Linked DNA regions of Gossypium hirsutum: regions 1 and 2 are each linked to region 3. A link is a contact called in public Hi-C data. All regions are on one chromosome and are shown on one strand. Each heading gives the region's core, a stretch centred on a gene start, on an enhancer-like site or on the middle of the called end of the contact. The rest is flanking DNA. Distances are from core to core; before and after follow the strand shown. Region 1 has its middle 25 kb from the start of LOC121216154. Region 2 holds the start of LOC107899396 (DNA-3-methyladenine glycosylase). Region 3 holds the start of LOC107898302.

Region 1 (3,370 bases), core at 785-3,284, 680 kb before region 3:
AGAACGCAAAGCTGCCGGAGTTCTAAACCACAAACGTTCCGTTGGTTGTTCAATCGGTAATGTTTAGTTATAAGACGTTCCATAACTAATTTACACAAGGAAGAGTTGGTGTCCGAGGCATACTTGGTAACTATAAGTAACTTATTTGAAAAGAGGAGTTTATCTAGTTTCGAAGATCAGTTCAAAGATGAGAAAAAACCCGTGCCTAAAGCTGAGCTAAGTTTAATTAATCTTTCTTCAGATTTATTTAACTGTTTTTTTTCAGCTTTTACTTTTTACGCTTTTTTTCTGTTTATTTCAGGTTGTCAATTTTTATCCTTCCCCAAATTTCTTGGGCACGACAACTTCCCAGACGCGAATCTGGTCGAGAAAGAGCAACAATTTTACGTGAACCCAGTCTCTGAAGAATCGGTCCTACTCCCTATACTGCTCAAGTTTGCAAATTAAGTGTAGAATTATATTGGTGAAATCGACAACCATCACAAGGTTAGAGAATAAACCTTCTTATACCTGGAAGAGCATTTGGGCTACCAAAGGTAGTCTCCATGACAGGATATGCTAGAGAGTTGGAACTGGAACAAAATTCCAATTAAAGATGCTGCTTGGGTGCCTGATACTGGGGATCACAAAATTCAAAGTAGTGGAAAAATTTTAGATGCAATGATGGTGGTTGATCTTATAGATAAGGATTCAAGACAATAGAAAGGAGAGTTTATCAAAAATACCTTCTGTGTGACTGATGTTGAGAGAGTTTTAAAAATCCTGTTGGCAAGGATTCCTCATGAGGATTATCTGGTGTAGAAAGGTGCGGAAAGGTGAGGCCTCGGGTGTGTATTCTGTTCGTAGTGCTTACAAAAAGCTATTACAATTATCGGGGGATCCTAACTAGTTACAAAACCAGACAAAATACATGCATTACATGCCCTCTAAATTGAAAATTACAGTCTAGAAATGTTGTAGAAACTTTATCCGTACTCCATGTAATCAACAATACAGGAGACTAACAAATGTGGTTGTTTGTCCAAAATGCGCAGTAAGAGTGGAGACCTGTGAACATGTGTTTAGGGAGTGTCTTGTAACAAGGGATACATGGAGACAATTAAATTGTGCTAGGCCAGAATTAGTGGAAGAGGCGAGTTTTATAGATTGGATTACCTGGTTTTTCGAAAACAATTATACTAGTCAGAGTCAAATCTTTGCATGTGCAATTTGGGTATTGTGGACAGAAAGGAACAAGTGGATACATGGAAGGCAAAAGAAATCTGGGTTAGAAATTGCTAATTTTGTCAGAAGCTACATTATAGAACTGGATGGGTTGGAAAAAGTCTTACCTGCTAATCTGCTGGGGAATGAGAGTTGGAAGCCACCGAAAAGTCCATTTGCTAGAATCAACTTTGATATAGCATACAACAAGAAGGATAATAGGTCTTGTTCAGGGCTTATGGTTAGGGATTCGAATGTAATGGTTTTGGTAGCAAGAACTGTTCTCAATGATAATGTACCTTCTGTTTTGCAGCGGAGGCTCTTGCCTGTGTTCAGGGACTCCAACTGGGAGTGGATTTGGGAGTTATGGCTGTGGAGATAGAAGGAGGCAAAATCTGTGATAAAAAAAAAACATAGAGGATGACTGATGATAAGTCAGATATCCATGCCTACATCAAAGACTGTCAGTGGTTGAGTAAGGGTTTTCAGACTTGTAAATTCATATTTGGGCACCGATCTAAAAATGGTGTTGCTCATCTACTTGCTACAGAAGGTCTGAGACGAGGGGAATAATGGAATATGAGAAGGAAGGTACCTGGTTTTGCAGAAACGACAGTGGAAAAAGATCGACAGAAGAGCCTATCTATTTGAAATATGGTGGGTTGTCATGCAAATCGGAGAAATGAGGAGCCTTGAGAGGAATGGTGGGTAGCTGAGAATTCGTTTGGTACATTGTAAAAATAAGTAATTATGAAAGTTGTTTTCTTAAATTTATTCAGGAGTCGTGCCTAATTAATTGTTGCTGATGCTGAAAAGATGCTTCTAGAGCAACTCCTGGTTTTAGCTGGGTTGGGCCAGTGTTCACGGTCCATTTATTTTGTCATTGACTTTTTAGCTTGTATTGGGTTGTGGGTTTTTTTTTCTTTTTAATAATAAATCCCAATTGTTTAATCTAAAAAAAACATATTATTAATATATTTTTAAAATACTTTTAATAACATGTCATCATTTTATTTATTAATTATGTACAAAATTATTCTCTATCAATATATCAAATATAATTTTTTAACCAAATATCATGTTTTCTTTTAGTTGTAAAATATTTTTGTTTTATAAAAATTGTTTTTTTTTCTCAAATCATTTTTCAGATTTTATATTGATGGTAAAATAATTTGTATTTTAAAAGTAAAAATTATAATATTAAATTAGAAATAAAAATTAAATACATCATAATATTTTTAATTTATACAAAATAAAAAAATAATTGAAAATTGCCTCGTACCGATATAGTACATTGAGTTATGGCAAATTGATTTTCCAATTAATTTTGAAGTATTAAACTAAACAATTAATTTTTTTTATCCATTAATTTTTTTATATTTATTTTTTATATATAAATTACATAATAAATATAATAAGTATTGTATGATTAAAAAAGTTAGATTTAAATCCATTATATTAAAAAAAAGAGTTAGATTTAAATAGATTTATTCAAGAATCGGTTTACCAGTCCAAACTCGAAAGCCTACCAAAATTTGAAAGGGCGAGAAAAAATATCATAATCAAAAAATGAGCTTGAGAAAAACATTATAGCACGTTTGGTTCACTGTAATGGAATAGAGGCGTAATAGTATTCTTGTGTTTGGTTGAATGGAATGGAGGAGTAATAGCATAAGGGAAAAAACTAAAATGACTAGAATACCCTTAGCAGAAATTTGTTTAGGTAAATAATTATTGTTATTGTTATTAAATTTTAATAAGATTATTAATATCAATAGTAAATAATTTAATCATATATTAACATAATTATTATTAAATATATTTTAATTAAAATATATAATTTAATAAAATTCTTAATAATCAATATTCTTATATTATTTTACTCAAATCATAATATATGATACTATAAAATATAATTTAACATAATTATTATTAAATATATTTTAATTAAAATATATGATTTAATAAAATTCTTAATAATCAATATTCTTATATGAATTTACTAAAATTATAATATATGATACTATAAAATATAATTTGAAATAATTATTATTAAATATATTTTAATTAAAATATATGATTTAATAAAATTCTTAATATTAAATATTCTTATATGAATTTACTAAAATTATAATATATAATAGTATAAAATATAATTTAACATAAT
Region 2 (3,484 bases), core at 52-2,551, 560 kb after region 3:
ATTGAGCTTCAAAATTCCACGTGCAAAATGTTGCATGAACTTGAATCTTTAATAGATGCCAAATAAAGATTGAACTTGTCATATTCAGCCCAAACGTGTTGGATCAAACCTACAAGTGTTCTTTGAATCTCTTAGCTCTAGCCCGCATCATAGGCCTAATAGGAATTTTAATTGGACCATCAGAAATATCTTACATCCTACCTCTTGGAGTCTAATCAACATACGTCCTAAATAATATGGAAATGGGCAGCTTGATGTTTGGTCCAATTAACATTCCAAAGATCACGTCACTAACTAATTTAATAATAATAAAATTATATGATATAATGTCAATAATATATAAAGAAATAAAAAGAATGACAACTAAAAAAAATCTTTCCATAACATACCATTTTCAATGGCTTAGATTTAATTCTTTCCTATGTTATCCAACGGCCCTGACAAAATTTTCATATCTTTCTTTAATTAAAAATTTAAACAATCATCTACTCTTTTTGTAATAATTGCACTCAATGTTCTTTCACATTAAATCTTTCATTTTTATTCTAACACTTCTATAACCTTACAATTTAGTTTCTACCTTAAATTAATATCTTTCAATATATTAATCTTTTCAATTCCCTCAAGTATCCAATTATCTTTTCTACTAACACTAATAATTCTTATTTTATTGGCTTCGAAAATTTTAAGTTGTATATTCTCGAATTAACACTATTTACGATTAAGGGGGTTTTAAGGACGTTACAATAATTTGGAAAATATAAAATAAAATTTTAAATTTTAGATGGTGATTAAATTAATTAATTTCAATATTATAATAACAAATCAGTTGACATTATCAAGGGATAAAAAAATCAATAATTTATTTAATTTATTTTGATGTTTTGAAATTTAAATTTTCAATATTTAAAAAAAAAATTTAGAATTTCGACAATTGGATAAACAAGTACAATTTGATATTGTGTATTATTTTAGTTTCTATCACTATTTCACTTTAATGCTTGATGTTTTATTTACCCCAATCAATACTTAAAAACGATATTTTTTTTGGGTTACTAAACTTAAAGCGACTCGAAAGTTGGGTGACAAAAATGAAAGTGCAAATATGTTGTAACATATACAATTAACTGCCGTTAGAGCTTGTGACTGAAATGAAACTGCCCTAAAAGTTAGCTGACAAAATTATAAAAATTTAATTTTAGGTGATCAAATTGAAAATATTCTAAAAGTTGAGTGGGTCGTTTACCCAAAAAGTACCCAACCTTCAAATTCTGACCAATATAAAATAATTCAATGTCCTCACGTCTCTTTCAGCTCCTACACTTTTGGTCCAGATGAACCCAACTCCCCAATTTAAACCAGTTGCTTCGAAATCCAGGAAAACAGTTCGGTCGAGCCAATGCCTGGAGGGACGGAGGAGTCAGAGTTCCAAAGCAGCGACCGTTAGGACCCGGACCAAACCAAGCCGTAAACAAACTCGGCCGCAATCTTCTCCGGTTTCTCTCCCTTGTTTTCGCAATACCACGATACTGCCCCCGGAGTTCTTTCAAATTGACGCTCTTGATTTGGCGCCACATTTGCTTGGCAAGTTTTTAAGGAGAGATGATGTTGTTCTTCAAATCACTGAGGTAATTTTTGGTGCATTTTTGCTGACTTTCTTCCCAAATTCTTTTTGTTCTTCGGAAAATCGAAATGGAAGTTCGAAATTTGTACTTTTTGGGTGTTGGGGCTTTCATTAATTTGAGCAGTTGAATTTTGTTCAAATGCCCATTTATTTGCTTGCTGAGAAGAAAACCAAAGAAAAACAAAGGCTACCTACTAATTGGGTTTGGTCAAAGTTTCATTCCCCCCCCCCCGCAATTAATTTTAATTCCATTGTTATGTATTTTCTAATTTGAATCATTATGTTTTAACAGGTAGAGGCTTATAGGCCAAATGATTCAGCTTGTCATGGTAGATTTGGAGTCACTGCAAGAACAGCCCCTGTTGTGAGTTTAGCCCTTTTGCTTTCATCTTTCACATGTTCTCGCTAATCTGATTATTGCTCCAGTAATACCTTGATGATTTTAACACTATTTATGTTTATTTTGGTACTAATAATAATAGATATTGAGTTCCTCTATGTGGTTGTTGTAGTTTGGTCCTGGAGGGCATGCTTATGTTTATCTTTGCTATGGACTTCATACGATGCTCAATGTTGTTGCTGACAAAGAAGGAGCTGGGGCTGCAGTGTTAATACGTGCATGCGCTCCGGTGTGTGGTAAGTTATAATATTATTATCCGGTATTAACTAAGTATCTGTTACTTCTATAATCATCTGCTTTGTTTGTTATCTATTAAATTGCTAATGTTTCTTATTTTTGTAGCCTATTTAGCCTTTCATTGTTGTGAATGCGTAGTTGATAATCCCTTGAATTGTCCTTATTCAATTATTTGCAATCGCCTACTTTAACATCTCATAATATAGTAACTGTTAAGAATTTTTGTGGGAATATTCATTTCTAGTTTTCTTGTCCTTCACAAAAATCTCGAATCTTTCCATGCTTTCTATCTTTGGGTCAGAAAACAAAACATAATGTTTGTTGAAGGCAATATGTGAACCCCGCTGCAGGTTTGGAGACTATCCAGGAGCGTCGTGGTCAGCAAACTGAAAAGCCTATTCTTCTCACTGGACCCGGAAAGGTTAGAGTTTATTATTTCCTCTTATTTCTGGATTATTTTGATAATCTCTCTCTTTGTTAAGTGCTAATGGAAGATAATTTTCATGTTCCTTTTTATGCAATGTGGATTTGTTGGTTCAATTAGCATAAACAGTTTTTAAATATTGGTTTCAGATAATTAATTAAGAATTCTTCTCAAGTGCAAATAAAATCTTGATCCTCTTTTACCTTGACATATTCATTGCATCACCTATATGCAATTTGAACTTATTAGTGAGATGAGCTATAATGACAAAATTTGGGAGAGGGGGAGGGGGGATGATGAAAATTATCCAAAACGAAAGAAAAGAAAGTGATGAAATGAGTTCAGATTTTTCATTTATCAAACATTCAAACTCAGCATTGGATTTGCTACTAAGAAGGTTTAAAGTGAATCTAACAGTTTGGAATGATGCCAAAATTCCAAGCCTTTAATGGCTTCAAAAAAGAACTGAAAAAATGTACCATGTATACGGCCAACCCTGCATGCAAACGGTCGGGTCATTTCTGCCCACACATGTGCATATGTACTTCACACTTTGTTTTCTTTTCGTCTGCCTCTTTTTTTGTTACACTTTCTTGAAGTATTAACTTTCACTTATCTTTTTACTTTTAAGCTTCCAAGTCATTTATGTGGAAAAGAAAAAGTTTTAGGTCATATTCTAGCTGATAAAATGTGGAAGCATTGGATGACACTTAGAAAGAAATTATATGAGCTTAACATTAATGTATAATCAGACAATAAAGTTTTTTGTTTGGATTGAAACCTTGGTGTATTAAAGTTC
Region 3 (3,363 bases), core at 446-2,945:
AGCAAGAAACATGCAAATATCCTTCCATGTTCAATCAAGGGGTTTGCAATTTGCATGCATATATGCCCAGGCTGAGCTGCCTCCGTCTTTTCTTTTGCTCTCATCATCTGCCTAAAATCATCAAATAAGCCCCATTATTTGTAAAACTAATCAAATTGCTCTCATCATCTCCAATCATGCATGCAAAATGATTGTATTAAACCATGGCAAACATTTTAATATAGATATAGATATATCGGCACTCACTATGCCGGTGAGAAAATATATTTTTTGCTTATTGAAATAATTGAAAAATATATATTTCATTAGTTTTTTTCTAACATGTGGGTCTAAAGTATTGGGTAATTTCTTTTGGAATTTTTCTTTTTAACTTTTTTAAAAATGTCATTCATATCTTTATTAGAGTTTAACTTTAACTAGAATGATCCTAAAAAAGTCAGATTTAGGCACCTAATACACACTACATCATTTTTTTAGATTGCATGAATAACAAAGTATATTAAGAAACATCAAATTCACTCTTATTATTATTTTTAACACTGAATTTAATCTATTTTTTTTATAAAATTCTAAAATCCTAGACCCCTTTAGACCTTATTCTACTTTAATACTTTCCTTAAAATTCTAAATTTTAACGCAGCTTACTATAAATCATAAATCTAGTTGAAGAAAGCATAAACCTTGTATTATTATTATTATTTTTAATTTTATTTAATTAGTCAAAACTAATTAGGGTTAAATATTATTAAGGATAATTAATTTAGTGTTAGAAAGTGTATCATATTAATTAGAATTCTTTAAAAAAATATTATTAAGGGGAATTGTTATCTCTAACTTCACTCATTAAAGATTATTTTCATTTAATAAGATGGGATTAATATTTTTTTTATGTGAAATATAAATATTTTATTAAAATAATATTTTAATTGATATCATGTTTATTTAGTAAATTATAATTAATGGGCTTACTTATATGAAATAGTTATAATTTTACTTAAAAAATTTAGGCAATATGTTTTTATAAAAGAACTAATTTAATAAAAATATATATATACTTCATAATTATGTTTGTTGTTGTTATAAGTGAAATTTGTTATAAAGGGTTAAAATAAAGGGAATAAGTTATATTAGGATCATCCTAGAAAGTATAGTTTTTAGGCACCAATAAATTAATAGTTTCATGTCATTAAATTTTAAAGATAACAAATTATTATACAGTTGTTTATATCTACTATCTTCTTCAATTTAATTTCACTTTAATTAATTTACTTAAAATAATTAATTTTTTAAAATTATAAACAATCATTTTTTCTTTTTCTTTCTTTTTTTTACAATTTTAATCATTTTTTTCCAAAAGTTAATATTTTTTATTTTTGTGCAATCAATTTTTTTTAAAAAAATTAATTTCTAGACAATGGATTGTTTTCCATTTAAAATTGTTTTATATTTCATGTTATACATTTTTTAAAAGTAAAAATTATATTGCATTGAATATTTAGTGATAAGAATTGTGTAGATTTTTTTTCTAAAAAAATACTAGACTGGGCCTTTAATAACATAAAAAAACCAAATACATAGTCCAAAATCAAACTAAAAAACAAAAAAGGCCAGGCCGAATAGAAATAAAACCGGCCAAACCCATAAAACTCAATTAAAATACCCTAAAAAACTACCAACCAATAAACCAGAAAAATTAAAAGAAACAAACAAAACCCAATCAGATATAGCTTGCAACCACCCAAAAAATAAATGCCCTTATCCCTTGCTTTTTGTAGGTTGCAATCTCCTAAGGCAGGTTTCCAAAATAACATTTTCATTTCTCCTGCCTGTTCCTTTCCCTAACCGAGTTTCACAGAGGTCAAAACTTCAATCTGGTGCCCTTGGTCTTCTCCGATCCAACGCTTCCTTGACGAACCCTGAAACATCTCTTTCATGGTAAATTTCCTCTCCCTTCTTCATACTTTCCGTTGAAATCATATGTTTGAGATGATTTGCTATTTTGGGAACATATTAAAAATCTATTATGAGAAAAAAACCTTTTGCACTACCGAATATCTCTAACGATTGCTCCAATCACTGGTTTGTCTGCTGTGTTTAACTTGGATTTCTTTATCGTTGTCATCGAGTCACCCTCAACTGTCACCGATTCGAACCCAACTGAGCCCCCAATAATATGCCTTTAAAACATGCAAGGGCCTCCATAGCGAACTCCGTCAAAAAAGACTCATGAAAAGTTGTTTTCAAGGTCAATATCTCCCCTGAGGCATTTCTAACCACCACCCCTGATGCTGATTTAGCATTACTACCGTCAAAGGCTGCGTCAAAATTTATCTTCACAATGGCTCCAAGCTAGGGAATCCAATTTACATGGACTTAATGCTTGGTATGTTCCTTTTCCTTCATCTCGCCCAACCCCTTCATATAATCCAATACCCAATCTGCAATTTCCTTCCCCAACGATTTTTTCTCCTTATGCACTAATTTGTTTCTGTTTATCCAGATTGCCCACACTCCACAACAAAACAGTCTACGTTGTTCACTGGCATTATTACTAAAAACTCAGGTTAGCCACTCCCAACTATTCCGTACTAAATTTGAAGAAACCCATAACAGGTCAAAATTAACCTAGGTCTCAGTTGATGTAGGGCACTCCCTAAGAATGTGGTCAGTGCTCTTTGCAACTCCATGACAGTTAGGACATAGCTCTTCAACAGGAATTTGTCTCAGCCTTAGATTAACGAAAGTGGAAACAAAATTCCAAGAAAATTTCCACATTGTAATTTTAATCTTGGAGGGAAGATGTAGTGCCAATAACTTTTTATAAAAATCTATAATATTGGTCTCTATTTGAGCATTATTAGGAAAGAAAGTACCTTTTTGTTATAGTTTATAGCCACTTCTGACTGAGAACTCCCCCAAGGGCTTACCACTCCAAACCCTCAAGTTTTCGTGGGCTTTCTTAGATAAGGGAAAATGCAAGATTTTCGTCGCCATTTCCTCTAGGAAGGTATCAACTACAATACTTTCCCTCCATTCTCCATTATGTGTATCAATTAAGTCCGAAACTAAAAGAATCCCATCACCTCTAACATTGCTATATGAATTATTCGTGATAGACCCCGGTATCCATGCATCGTCTCAAATCAAAATCTTCTCTCCTATACCAACCCGCCAATTAAGTTAACTTTGCAAAAGACCCCTCGTTGCCCAAATACTCTTTCAGGTATAAGAAGGTAGATTTCTCAAACTTGCACTTAAAAAGTCAGAATTTGAAAAATATTTAGCTTTTAGAACCCGCGATAATAAAAAATTCAGATAATTTAAAATGCGCCATCCTTGCTTTGCTAACAATGTAATATTAAA

What was found. A called contact is a pair of places that touch in the nucleus more often than the background predicts.
Region 1: a Hi-C map of leaf shows a contact between it and region 3, with 2.3 times the contacts expected there. The contact joins the enhancer-like site here to the promoter of LOC107898302 in region 3. A contact is called at or near these places in 2 of 34 Hi-C or Micro-C datasets (callus and leaf).
Region 2: a contact with region 3 is called in a Hi-C map of leaf, with 2.6 times the contacts expected there. The contact joins the promoter of LOC107899396 here to the promoter of LOC107898302 in region 3. A contact is called at or near these places in 5 of 34 Hi-C or Micro-C datasets (anther, callus, leaf and 1 more).

Annotation. Positions count from the first base shown.
Region 1 is chrD04:24,632,090-24,635,459 of Gossypium_hirsutum_v2.1, reverse strand. No RefSeq gene overlaps it. Among protein-coding and RNA genes, the nearest start is that of LOC121216154, 25 kb to the left of the region's middle. Within about 2 kb of position 2,034, at least 6 of the 9 cell types and tissues checked have an H3K27ac peak or open chromatin away from gene starts, as enhancers often do. A contact at or near this core is called in leaf, where this site is marked.
Region 2 is chrD04:23,389,074-23,392,557 of Gossypium_hirsutum_v2.1, reverse strand. It overlaps LOC107899396 (DNA-3-methyladenine glycosylase), which reads left to right and starts at 1,301. Exons shown (of 6, transcript XM_041091263.1): 1 at 1,301-1,628; 2 at 1,917-1,988; 3 at 2,137-2,260; 4 at 2,612-2,682. The coding sequence starts at 1,335.
Region 3 is chrD04:23,950,585-23,953,947 of Gossypium_hirsutum_v2.1, reverse strand. It overlaps LOC107898302, which reads left to right and starts at 1,695. Exons shown (of 4, transcript XM_041091276.1): 1 at 1,695-2,383; 2 at 2,501-2,563.